2 separate regions of the Muntiacus reevesi genome follow, and region 1 is linked to region 2. Evidence: chromatin contacts called from public Hi-C data. All regions are on one chromosome and are shown on one strand. The core of a region is the stretch at or near the end of the contact, and the rest is flanking DNA. Distances in the headings are between cores, read along the strand shown.

The links. Hi-C and Micro-C count contacts between places; a contact is called where the count stands out from the background.
Region 1: a Hi-C map of blood shows a contact between it and region 2, with 2.9 times the contacts expected there. The contact joins the promoter of CSNK1A1 here to the promoter of PCYOX1L in region 2. A contact is called at or near these places in 2 of 3 Hi-C or Micro-C datasets (blood and muscle).

Annotation. Positions count from the first base shown.
Region 1 is chr1:238,505,276-238,512,058 of mMunRee1.1, forward strand. CSNK1A1 (casein kinase 1 alpha 1) reads right to left here and starts at 4,879. Exons shown (of 11, transcript XM_065918879.1): 1 at 4,240-4,879; 2 at 3,517-3,623. The coding sequence starts at 4,362.
Region 2 is chr1:238,354,704-238,361,487 of mMunRee1.1, forward strand. It overlaps PCYOX1L (prenylcysteine oxidase 1 like), which reads left to right and starts at 5,416. Exons shown (of 6, transcript XM_065918873.1): 1 at 5,416-5,588. The coding sequence starts at 5,504. GRPEL2 (GrpE like 2, mitochondrial) reads left to right here. Exons shown (of 4, transcript XM_065918872.1): 4 at 1-1,305.

The DNA of each region.
Region 1 (6,783 bases), core at 3,629-6,128, 150 kb after region 2:
ATCCCTGGTCCGGGAAGATCCCACATGTCTCAAAGCAACTAAGCCTGCATGCGGCAAATGCTGAAGCCTACGTGCTTAAGAGCCCAGTGCGCCGCAATAAAAGACTTCGTTGAAGTGAGACGCCTGTGCAACGCAACTAGAGTAGCCCCTGCTCACTCCAACTGAAGGCCTACGCACAGCAATTAATGAAGACCCAGCACAGTCAAAAAAATAAAATAAATGCTAAAGACAAAACAAACCCTACCAAAAAGCTTAGTTTGCAAAACTTTTCCCAACAGACGAGTAGGAAATTCTAAACTTTTCTGTCCAGTACACTTCTATACTTCCCAACAAAATTAGAAAATTATCAACTTGGTAAAATTCTCTTATTTCAAAAAAGAGGAAATTGACATGCCCAGAAAGATTAAGGGACTGACTGACCCCAGATCACTCAGTTAATACCACATGGCAGATTTAGAGAACAATTGAATTCAGTTCAAAGTAGCACAAAAAAAGGAGGGTTGTAACAAAAACACAGTAACTTAAAATGAGCTCCCAGAGGTCAATTCACAAGACCCAAAGGCTTTTAGTTTCTTAAAAATATCTAGAGACTGAATACCATCCTCCCCCTCTTGCTCTTTATACTCATCGGATGCTGTGTTTCTGCACAACAGATCCCTTAATAAGGTCCTTACAAACTAAGGACTTGATACAGCAAATAGGTTATAACATATAGGCCTGGTAATTTTAAGCCTTTGTTTTAGAATATCTAAAGATATCTTTAGAATAGAATCTTAAGACAATTTTCAGGGTGAAAGTTGATTGGGGGAGGAGGAAGATATTAGTGAAGTCTAAAAATTTTGGTGCCAAATTTCTAATACAATGGGGGAACAGACTGCCTTATTTAATTTAGCTAAGCAAACAATTTAATTTAGTATTTTCCAAGTAAATATTTATTGAGTGTATTTATTGGGCTTCCCAGGTAGTGGAAAAGAATCCGCCTGCCAATGCAGGAGATGCAAGAGAGACGGGTTCAATCCCTGAGTCAGGAAGATCCCCTAGAGGAGGAAATGGCAACTCGCTCCAGTATTCTTCTCTAGAAAATTCCATGGACAGGAGTCCATGGGGCCGACAGAGTCAGACATGACCGAGCAACTAAACACAAACACACACGCGTACAGTTAATGTGGAAATAGTGGGGAACAAACTAAGCAGAGCAGATGTTGCTGCCACCCAAAAGAAACCTTATGCATAAGTCTTTCTTATCCTTCCCACTTCAGTGGACAAACAGTTCTCTCTCATACTTTAAAACCAATGATCCACTTTTTGTTTCTATGTACCTGGACTATACCACTCCTAAAACAAGTTCACTCTTTCCTCACCCTCATTCGGTAACTACATTCTGCTTTAGAAACTACTCCCAGTAGCCAGACTTCACTCTTGGACAGCCTCCCTGACCAGTTCACCAAGCTTTCTTCCTTAGAGTCACTCAGATCCTGAAATTCCATCTCCTCTCCCAAGAAGTCTCAGCTTGAAAGTCAGGTTAATCTCTTTAGCTCCACCCAGTTTGTAACTCCACAACTCCCTCTGCTCTCAACTTCTCAGAATTTTGCTCACAGGTCAATTTCATTTATTTATGTGGGTAATCAGCATATTAACTACTGCCCTCATTGGTTTTCCTAAGTGCTGTTCTTAAATAAAAGCTACCAAATAAAACTGTAAGTACTTAATTTGGAGCTAGCCCTGAAAATGCCAGATACTTACTGCTTTTGTGAAAATGATTTTACATTAAATTCAATCTGACTTGTGAAATTTATAAAACCTCCCAACCTCAAATGCATTAGGTTAGAGAAGCCAGACACAAATGACCTCATACTGCATGATTGCATTTCCATTTAATTCTAAGAAAAACTAGTAATGGGAAGTAAATCAGCAAGAGCCAGGGTGGAGAAATGAAAATATAAGCAAAAGGAGAGAAATTTAAAATTCTAAGGATAACACAATTTTTTTTATTCTATGACAAAATAAGATAGCATTTTAATCAAGGTTTTTCATTTTTCCACAGCAGGGTTTTTTTTAATGGAGAACCATTAAAAATCTCAAATCTGATCATCTCAGATCTCACATTAATCTTTATCTCGTAAGATACACCTGGTATTTTCTTCCTAATAATTTATTCTGACTTCCAACCAATAGGAAATTGTATCATTCAATTTCTCCATTAAAAATGTTTATGACCATTCAATATTTTTTTAAGGATAATGTCTCTCTGGTTGTTTTTACATCAGAATTAATGTATATAACCCAGTTAACTCAAGATTTGAGGAATAAAAGCTAGGATAGTAAAAGAGGCTATGGTAAACACCATTCCAGTTAATTCGCCACTATATCTGGATCTTTTTGCAAATGTTATTATTAAATAATTGTTGGAAAAGGGCTGGATCTTAAACTGTGTTTTAGTCTCTATCCTAGGAAGATATTCTTTAATCTTAAAAGTCGAACTACTCTAAAATCCTTTATTAATTTAAAAGGACCCAATGTCTTCATCTGGTCATCATCTATCCTGGTTACTATTTGCCTTCACCAATATCCCACCTTCAAAAAAAGCCACAATTTCCCAGATGTGAGGAGTTACTGACCAAGTAACTCAACAGGTTAAAGTTACTTGTCAAACTGTGGTTACATGATTAAGCTTCCTTTTAATACAACTGAGTCAATTTCAACATAGTGTTGCTCAAACTGCCTTTGTCATTTCAAACAAAATTTCGTACACAGACTGAAATGCAACAAACATTACCATTTTTTACAGAGTTAATTAACACTTCTGGAAAGAACTATGAGAGATTTTGCATAGTAAACTTAATTTCACATCTCATCTACTGCAGAGATCACAAACAGGCTGTCACTATGCCATCTCTTTCCTTGAACCTCACCACTGCCTGCGGCTTTATTCTTGGCTTTTCAAAGGTTTATTCAACTTGGAGCTGCCAAAGAGGGAATCCAGGAAGCATAACTTATGAACCCAAGCAGTGAAAAGGGCAGGAATATGTGGTTGAGTCACGTCGTTCCGCCATTTTCTAAGCGGAGGAGGAAGACATGTTGGAACAAAAACACAACAAAAGAGCAGCCATTTCCCAAGCCAGCTCCAATAGCAACCCGAACTGGCCCAGCCCGGTCACTTCGGCACCCTCAAATCCACTTCGCTGGACAAACCTAAGTAGCAGCTGAGGTGAAAGAAAGCAGCAGGCAACCCTTCCGCGTTGGGATCAAAGATGACCCGCATACTTTCCACTGCAAATGAAAGCCTTGGGAAGAATGACGGAAGCTAAACGGAGCAGAGTGTTAACAAACTGAAATCCTAAACTAAGTTGGCAAACTAAAATTTACCGTGATTGTGGTGACTTACGCTTCACAGGAAACCCAGGTAACTCAAATGCCAAGAGCCGGATTCAGCCGATCCCACTGCCTGCCTCTTACACATTTTCTCCCATTCCGTACTTCCCTCAGAAGATCGCCTGTTTGCTCAAGGATTCTTACCGTATGTGGGGGATGCCAACCCCACCTTGAAGAATCTTATAGAGTTTGCTCTCGTACAGCAACTGGGGATGCCTGGCCTTCTGGGATTCTAGCTTCACTGCCACCTCCTGCAGGGGAAAGAGGGGATGATGGCATCAATATCCTTATGGATTCAATGTCACTTGGGAAAAGAGGGGGAAACAGGAGCACATCTCCAACTCTCGGCTACAAGGTGGTGAGAGGCTGGGAAGAGAAAAATCTCTGTAATTATAAAACGAGGCAACCAGCCTCAAAGCCCTCTTCAGGGGGCAGTGACGAAAGCGGCACGTCCTCTAAAGTATAAGAAAATGATTCATCCAGAAAACGTAATGAGGGTTATGAGGGAACCAGGCGACCGGTAGCTGGCCTAATGGGAAAAAGAACCTCAGTAAACTAAAAACATAGGAAGAAAACGAGGGGATCCCAGAAATAGGATTTTGCCATTCTCACCTTAAACAACGGTTTTTTAAAAGTTCGATTAAGGTGTATTTTTAATAAGCTAAGGAACTTCCTAGTACACCCAGCCTTTCTCTCGGGTTCTTTCCTTTTAGGGAAAGAGAGCGGGGGAGGTTCCTAAGACAGGAAAACTGGCTCCCTCTGGACTTCCCAGTGCGTGAGTGCGGTGGGAAAAGGCCCAAGCAGTTCGCGGGGCGGGGGAGTGAGGACAGGCGCAGCGTAGTCGTGAACCCCACCCCAGGTGGTTACCTCGCCGTTGGTGATGTTGATCGCCAAATAGATGTCCCCGAAGGAGCCAGACCCGATCTTCCGTACCAGTTTATATTTCCCTCCGACAATGAACTCGGCCTTGGAGCCGCTGCTGCTCGCCATCCTGAGAGACGAAGATGGAGGCTGGGGCTAAGCCCCGACACCTCTAAAGGGAGGATGGAGGCCTCTAGGGCTCGACCACGGAACAAGGCTGTGGAGAGCGGCAGGAAACAGAAAACGATGGCTCTTCTTCGGCGTTACAGGGCCAAGAATCGGCCAAGGGGAACCTGATCACCGCTGCTGTCAGGTTTTTTGGCCGGGCCGCAGATTATTGAAGGAGTTCTCGCGGTTACCAGGCTGAGCCACTTGTTTCTGGCGGCCGCCGCTGCCTCGCTTTCCCGGCGACGTCGCGGGCTGGAAAAGGAGAGCGGTGAAGCTAGGGCGGCGATACCGCTGCCACCACTGCCGCCGGCTCCCGCCCGGAGGGACCCCTGTCACTCCGCCGACGCCGCCATCTTGTTGCTCCGGCTCCAACCAACACAAAATGCCCCCAGTCCCCGGGAGCCGCTTCTTCACAGCGCAGAGCACTGTGGGAAAGGGATCGCGAGCGCTAGCCCCGGAGGGTCGACAGCAAGAGGGAGGGCGGAACCGGATCCGTGAGAGTCGCGGCCCACGCTCTGAACGTCACTCCGTCACCGCCCAATTGCGCACGCGTGCTGCAAGCCTGCTGACTGCGCAAGCGTGCCGTGGCCTCTTCTCATCCCCGCCCCGAGCGCATTTTCACTTCCGGTCGTCGACTGTGGCACTGTGAACTACCTGTTAGTCACCTCAGACCCGCCTGGTTTCTGAAAGGCCTCGCGGCACCAGGCCTAGAGAGCTTTTAGGGAGGAGTCACCTTCATTTTTCTTGGTAGATGGTGCGTCAGGCCTTAAGAGTTGGGTATTGACCTTTGCTCTTTGTTTGAGGCGGTTTTTAACCTTTTGATCTTTACCGGGGCTACTCCCCCAACCGGCCCATTCCAGTTCAGTATCTCTTGTGAAAGAGGCTGTCGCCTCTGGTGGAAAGAAAGAGAAAAGCAGGCCTGTACGGACTGGATTAGTTCAGGGCTCGGTGTTTTAGCAGTCTAGCTGAGGAGCCTTACTAGAATTCTGCGCTTTAGGGAGTGTTGGATTCCCTATTTTAACAGAGAGGAAAAGAGGGAAAGGAGGAATTAGCCCTGCCCCTCTAAGTCTTTGTGTTGTTTACCCACTGATACTTGATACGCAAAGGGGGGGAAAATCCGAGTAATGTTAGTGGCCAGTGTATAGTCAACAGAAAATAAGATTTAGAGCCATGAAAAAACTTGCAAATACAAAGGTTATTCTCTTCGCAACCCAGACCCCACCCCGACAAAGAAACGTTGAAAAATCGTATCTTGGTCTTGTTGAAAACTGCAGTCTTGACCCAAAAACATAGGGTCTTATCCCTATGTTATCCCAAGTAAGATAATTTTGTAAAAGCTGACAAAAATGTAGACTTAGTTGCAGCCTCGATAGCTGATCAAGTAGTAATGGAGTTCATCCTGGAAGATATCTTAAGTGGAATTCCTACATGGTACTTTATTTCTGGCTTAAATATTTATATTCATAAAGCTCTGACCTAAATGTCTTCAATTTGATAACGGAGAAAAGACTAAGATTTAATGAAGTTTTCGCACTAACAAAACCCAAACCACCTCACTCCCAAATCAACACTGTTGGACAGCTTCCTTTGGTGATTCTAAGTGTTTCTGGCCTACTTAAAATTCTCTGCTGTCAGGATTCCAGTGTTTGTTTTTAAGTCAAGTTTAAGCATCTTGAACTTTTCAAGTTTCCAAAGATAGCTATTACTCTGCTGATTTTTTTTACCACAGCCATCCGAAATTTAATGGGTTCCTCAGCTTGAAGAGTTCCCTATATAAGGGGTGGGGTATACATTTAAAGATTTTTTTTTCCCCCCAATAGGGAGGACACAAATGCTCAGCTGGGGGTTGGGGAATAAGGATATGCGTGAGGTAGACTAGATTAGGGATTCCCAGAGGTCTCTGTGTGGACAGGGGCAAGTCTAACAGAGTTTTCCATGAGATACCTAGAAAAGAGCAGGATAATGCATTTTTTCATTTATTTCAAGTTATGCTGCTGAGATTTTATCTTCTTATGTATGTGTTGTCAAAGTGCCCTTTTATAAATGGTCCTGATGGTAGATGGTTGTTTTGTTTGGCAAAACTAAATGTTCACACTTTATGTCTACCTCACCCCACCCCCTTTTTAAAACTTTTATAAGCTTTTGAAATGCTGTACTCTGGGACTCTCTAGTCTAAATAACTTTTAGAAGCCCTTTCAACTAGAGAGTCTTATTTTATGTGTATATTTGGTGTGTCTCCTCACTTGTTTCCTTCCTGGTGTAATCACTATTCCAACATTGACACTATCCAGCAAAATGTACTAAAATATTGCCAGTGGTTATAGCCTTTTCAGATGTGATTTCAGTTGAAAATCTTAAGATTTAAATTTATTAGGTTAAGAA
Region 2 (6,784 bases), core at 4,166-6,665:
GTGATCTGTTTTGGATTTAGTCATATTGGCTTTATTTCTGAGATACTTTGTTGATTTAATGCGACCTGTTTGGTCTCATTAGAAGTCTTGCCATTGGGCATTTGAACAATGTGACAAGTGTCTCCTGTGGCCTTATCAAAATGTGTTTAAGAAAATTATTTTAAAATTGGTACTCTGATGACTTTCAATCCAAAATGTTTTTTAAAGGTGGAAATGAGTGTATGTTTATGTGTTTTCAACTAAATGTTCATTTCTAGTCCCTATAACAGAAATTGTATAGGATCTTGAATTTGGTGGGAAGCGGAGGTGGTAGGGATTCATTTAACATTTGGGTACTGAAATGATAAAGCTTTACAACTGTATGAATTTGAATCATTTGGATTGATTTTTATGCACATAGATTTTCAGAGCCTACCCTTTTCATTTTGTTTTTCTTCTAACCATCTTTTGTCCTTGTAGTTCCTGCCAGGTGGACTTCATATTCACACTCATTTCCCTTTTCAAATCCCATATACAAGGCTAAGGCCTCAGGAAAGACTTGGAAGACAGATTGGCAAGAAATCAAGACACCAGGTCCCTTTCAAGCAAGTATGGCCAAGAAACCTTGTGCTTTCCTTGCTGAGTTGTCTTCAAATTATTTTCAGCTTCCTTAGGTGTATAATCATTTCAGGGAAATTGAGGCAGTGCCAACAGCTAATGACCTAAACTGGTCTATGCAAGCAGTTTACCACAATTTCTCTTTCCATTGGCCCTTAAATCCTCTGCCACTTTGTCAGATTTATCTTGTGATCCTTGATTAGATTATGTAGGGAGGTAGTCAGGACCAAAAAATGTTAGGTTCTTATGAGTCCTCATTTCATTTAGTTATGCTGGGTTTGGAGTTTTTGTTTTGTTTGTTTTGGGGTTTTTTGGGGGGGGCTACTCACAATTCACTACCTCTCTTACATTGACTAGCTTTATATTCTATTTTTTTTATCTGTCTTATGTCACATGTAAACATCTAGCTCCCCTTTTATGTACTGACCTTCTAGAGGTAATGAGCCTATGTGTATATTTTTTATTTCAGTCTTATAGATAGTGTTCTATAAAAAATTTATTCAGTAAATGAGTTAGTGAATGAATGATATATATATCAGACATTAGAAAGGAGGTCTTTATAGATATTTTAATGCTAGGAGCCGCCTTAATAATCTAATCTCACCCTTTCAGTTTCTTCAGACTATGTGAAAACAGTCTTTTAGGACTGGACTCGAAGAAAAAAAAAAATCTCTAAAACTAGTAAACTAAATTTCAGTGAGAACTTAAGAAACAACTAGATACTAACTTCAGTATTTAAGATTCAACAGTTCTATAATGAACATGCAAATATACCCCCAACAGACAATTAAATGTTGTTAAGTGTCCAGATTGTCCAGGTTTAGGTTTAAGTTACTTTCCCATAAAATAAATCCATTTCTTCTAGAACTCTATGACCCCATTCTGTGGGATGGTGAAAGAGCCTCTTAGACATCTTAGATAATTATAGCACACTACACAGATATGCATCAGCAAAACCATCCCCTAATGGGTACTACCACCTCCACCAGATTTAGACACAAAAAAACAAATACATCTCAGATGCAAACAAAAGACTGGTGGTGAGATTTAAAAACCAGACCTCTTGGCATTCCACTCAGTACATCCTGTAAATGTAATGAGCAGTCAGATTTCACAATGGGAATATGTCTTTTTTTTCTGCCTTCTTTCCTTTAAAAATGACAAATATTGACAATAAGAAAGTGAGGCAATTATGATTTTCCATTTGTTCTTGGATCACTAGCTGTTCATTACAAATGAATTAGAATAACCATAATTTCAGGTATGGAATGTTCTGATTACTTGAAGAGTTTTTCAGTATTCTTTGCAACCTCCTGTTTTAGCAAGTAGATTGAGAATAATTCTAGATTCTTCTATTATTCAGTAGTTTTGCAGACTTAAAAGTATAAACTTAGAAGCTGGAGCTATAACAGAATCTCAAAAAGTTGAAAGGCTTTCAGGAGCCAGTGCAGCATAACAGAGCATATGCTTAGTAAGCATCAACTCAAACATAATTCCCAGCCTAGTCACTTCACTCTTCTAAGCCTGCTTCCGTGTTTGTAAAATAGTTATAATTCTCAACCTATTACGAGGATTAAATGAAATGTGCAAATTGCCTATTACAGTAGGCCGTCGAATATTTATTTTTATTGCTTTTTATACACATTGTTTTTTGTATGTTTCCCCTAAAGTCTAGGGGAAGGGGAAGACTGGTGCTTGACTATAAAAAAATAATTGTAAGTTAATCAGTCATAGTGAATTCTTTTCTTTTCAGCTTCTGTTTTTTGTGTGTGTCTGTTTAAACTATAATGAGGAAGTCTACATTTTTAGACTGGAGAAATAAGGTTTTTCAGTGCTCTTAATTATTTTCATCTTGATGGTAAAGTAAAAAGATATTGGCTTGTAGATGATATGTGTAAGGAAGCTTTGGCTCATATGAAGAGGGACCTTGGTGTCTTAGTACTTGGATTTTATGAATCTTTGGTGGATTTTCCTTACCACTATAAAGGAATCATTCAGTTTGTACTGACATAAGTTACGTGGTGCTCTTTCTTGGCAAAGGATTTAATAAGTGAAGAAACATCCTTAAACACTAAGGCAAAATCAAAGAAGACAAAGGTGAAATATAATCTTCGGAAACAACATTAATAAAACTTTTATTGAAATTACTGTTTCGTGTATTTACTGTCTGTCTGCCAGAATCATATTGTGTATTGACATGGTCACTTCACTGATTGCTGACCGACCTTGTTGATGCTCAGTGGAGGGAACTTGGGGTCTCACTTGCCCAGGCAAGTGGATGCAGTGCAGGCATTTTGCCTTGGTGTTGAGGCTTTGTCTGTTTTTTTACCTCCTTGACTTGCTTCCTTCTGATTTCTATGTATTTCTTAAATCTGGATCCCTATTTATTTCTGCCTTTCTGTCTGGCACTGCCTTATATTCTTGTGCTTGCTTCTTGGTTCTAATCATCTTCCCTGCTTTAATCATTTTACTCAAACTGCAGAACTTCTGACCATCCTCTCAATCTGATTACTGGCACGTGGCCGCCTGCTTCCATGTGCCCTTCCCAACCTTTGCCTAGCCTTGTCTTTACCTCTGCTTCTTCACTGGCTTCCACATACCCAGCCTCCTGGCTAAGTGCCCCTCTTTGTAGCCAGCCTTTCCTGTAGTTTTGGCTTTGCATTTTCATCATTCTTCCCACCCTAGCTCCATAATCCATTGTTTCTCACATTCCCAGAGCTAGTTGGCAAGTATATCCTTACCTTACTCTTGTCCATTCTCATATTCACTGGAGGTTTTAAAGCACAGCTTTGAAATCTCCTTGAATCTAGACCGTAGATTATAGGGAGGTGACACTGCTGGTTTCTGACCCACACCTTCCTGTCTCTGGATGCTCACTCTTGATACCTAGCCATCAAACCAAAGAGCCAACTCAAGTAACCTGTGGAATAGAACCAAGGGTCATGGCTGAGCTTTTAGCTGACAGCCAGCACCAAACTGCCAGCCACCTTAGTGAGTCATTTTGAAAGTGGACTCTCCAGTCCCCAGTGGAACAACCCCATCTGACATCACATGGGACAGATGAGATCTCACTGAGTCCTGCCCAATATGCAGATTTATGGGGAAAAAAAAAGTGTTACCTTTAGCCACTAAGTTTTGGGGTAGTTTGTTAATGCAGCAATAAATAACTGATGGAATCACCCAACCTCACTTTCAGTCTCACTACTAGTTGTTTTGTACCTTGGCCACCAGAATTATGGCTCCTTGGTTTTCCTCTTAAACAGCTTTTTTGAATTTGTCCTACAACTCTGATACACATGGATTGTGGGATTAGAAGAATTTTTTCCTAACAGGAAAAAACACAGCTGTAAAATCTAGAATTATCAAGGACCCTAAAATTGGCTCAGACGGTAAAGTGTCTGCCTACAATGCAGGAGACGTGGGTTCAATCCCTGGGTTGGAAAGATCTCCTGGAGAAGGAAATGGCAATCCACTCCAGTATTCTTGCCTAGAGAATCCCATGGTCTGAGGAACCTGGTAGGCTACAGTCCATGGGGTCGCAAAGAGTCAGACATGACTGAGCGACATTTACTTTACTTACTAAAATTAAAAGCAAAGTTGAGTTTTAATATGATTTTACCCTATTAAAAAAATACTGCATGGATCATACTGTTAGCACATAAGAGAATATGGCACAACGTGATCAATGAATGCTTGTTTTAAAAGATTTAAGGGACTTCCTGGCATTCCAGTGGTTGACTGCTCCCAATGCAGGGGGCACAAGTTGGAATGCAGATCACATGCCACAGAGTTGAGGCCAAAAAGAAAACAGTAATTTAAAGGAGTATCTTGAGTCTGGTTTTGCATTTTAACACAAATATTGCCCAAAAGTGTTTTTGTTTTTTGGGGTTTTTTAATATGGGAAATGCATGTTTATTCATCTACCATTTTACTAATAATCCAGTTTGGCCATGTTAAGACTCACAAAGTTAGCTGTAATCTCAGCTCTATGCCCTTTTACTCTTCTCAGAGTCCCTTCTATTTCTATTCTTAGCCATAATCTGACTGAATACACATGAATTTTCCTTATTTTATTCTGAAACTCATCCCCAATTTTATTTTCTGTGAGAGGAAATCTGTCCTTTATAGTGTAGTAAACTAGCCACGGTGAAGATGCTTTTGTTTCCTTAGAGGGTGAAAATGGGGCTTATCTCTTCCTTTCTACCTTTCCTCTCCCCTCTAATAGTGGATGAAACTCTTACCTTTTGTTTTTGAAGTAGAAGGCAGAGACACAAACTGTGTATCAAAGCTGCAAAGGCACGTGGTAACTAACAGCAATCTGGAAAGCATCTGGCTTTGTTTCAGCATGCTGAAACAAGTAGCCTCTAGCATCCTGGCTGCATGGTTGGTCAGCAATTTCCAGCACTTGCAGACACTGCCAAGTGATTTCACATCCCTTATTTCACGTGATTGTCACAACCACCTAGAAAGGTAGAGCAGGAAACTGAATGAGACAGAGAAGGCACGTTACAGAGCTACTAACGCTCAGAGGTTGGATTTGAACGGAGATCGTCAAAGCTTCAGTTTTTTCTCGGTCATCAGTCTCCCCGGAGCTGGGCCTGGGTCCTGATGCTGAGCACCCAAAGCGCGCACACCTGCGCCGGAGCAGGACAAGCCAGCCAATGAGGAAACCGCATCCAGGAGGCGGGACGGAGAAGTTGCCAATGACAGAGCCTGCCCCCAGAGAGATGCGGCTAATGAGGGCCTCGTGCCGAAGAGGGACTGCCGCTTGTCCAATAAGAAGCTGTGACCAGCGAGGCTGGAAGGCGGAACAGCCAGTTTGGCGCTGGGGCGGGGCGGGGCGGGGAACCCAGCGCCAACCCGCCAGTGCCCGAGCCCCGGCGTGCTGCCCTCATCGCTGCCCGCCATGGCCCACGCTGCCCGGCTCCTCGCCGCGCTGGCCGCGCTCCTCGCTGCCGCCGCTACAGGCGATGCCCGGCCCAGTAAAATCGGTGCGGGAAGGACTGGGTGGGGTGCAGATCTGGGGAGGGCTGCGAGGGAAAAGGGTTGTCAGCCGGGAGCAGCTGGATGGGGGAAGGGGAAGGCAGCTGCACGAGGGAGGGGTCCTCGGCAGAGGAGCTGGGTGGAGAAGAGCCGAAGCACTGCGACTGGGCGAGGAAGGGGACCGCAGTAGGCAAGGTGCTGATGGGGAGGGGGGCGTGGGTCTCTGTCCAGGGCTACCTGGGGTAGAAAAGAGCCTTGGGGCAGGACTGGTCACTGATCTCACCAGCAGGTTCAGGGGCATTGAGCATCTGCCCTCGACCTGGCTCTTTGCCAGGTGCCCCCAGGACTCTGGCCTGTCTGGATGATGTCATTCACACAGGTTTATTGAGGGTTGTCTGTGTAGCAGGCACTGGTCCCTAGTTCCTATCCGGAGGAGGATAGACTTCACAATACAAGGAAGTTAGTGCTAAGGCTGAGAAAGACTGTGAATATAGAGGAAAGGCACTCACCGCAGTCTGTGGGCTCTGGGAGGGCTTCCAGAAGTAACAGCTGAGCCAAAAACCTCATGGAAGGTAGGAGACAGTTCTAGGAGAGACAGAACCCATGATAAGTCCTCTGGGGACAGATTTGCTGAATGACAAAGTGAGGAACTTTTCACAGTAGTCTTCTTATTTATTTGCCTTTTTTTTTCAACATTTTATGTTGAAAATTTTCAAACCTAGACCAAAGTTGAAAGACTTATACATTGATCATCTCTTTACCCAGCACCTAGATTCTGCGTTAAGAAACTGCTACTATATTTGCTTTATCACAGACCTATCCCATATCCTTTAATCCATCTTACATTTTAATGCTTTACAAAATAAATTGCAGACATCAGGACATACTGCTAAATACTTGACCATGTATATAACTGACTAACATTCCATATTTGTTTATACTTTTTTCCTCTTAACATTTGTCATTTTGACTCAACATGAATCAAAGATTTCCAGGTCCCTTATATATCAGATTTCTGTAGGCAGAGATGCTGGGTTTCTGGTGTGGGAGCAGAGTGCCTCTCATTGGGAGGGAGGGCTGCCCCATGGGAGTGCCACAGACATAATGGGGCCAGTGCAGTGCTAAGGTCTGCATTACCAAACCCCAGCTCAGGCCATAAAGGATTAAGACAGGCTGAAGCGTGCCAGAAATCAATTTATGACTG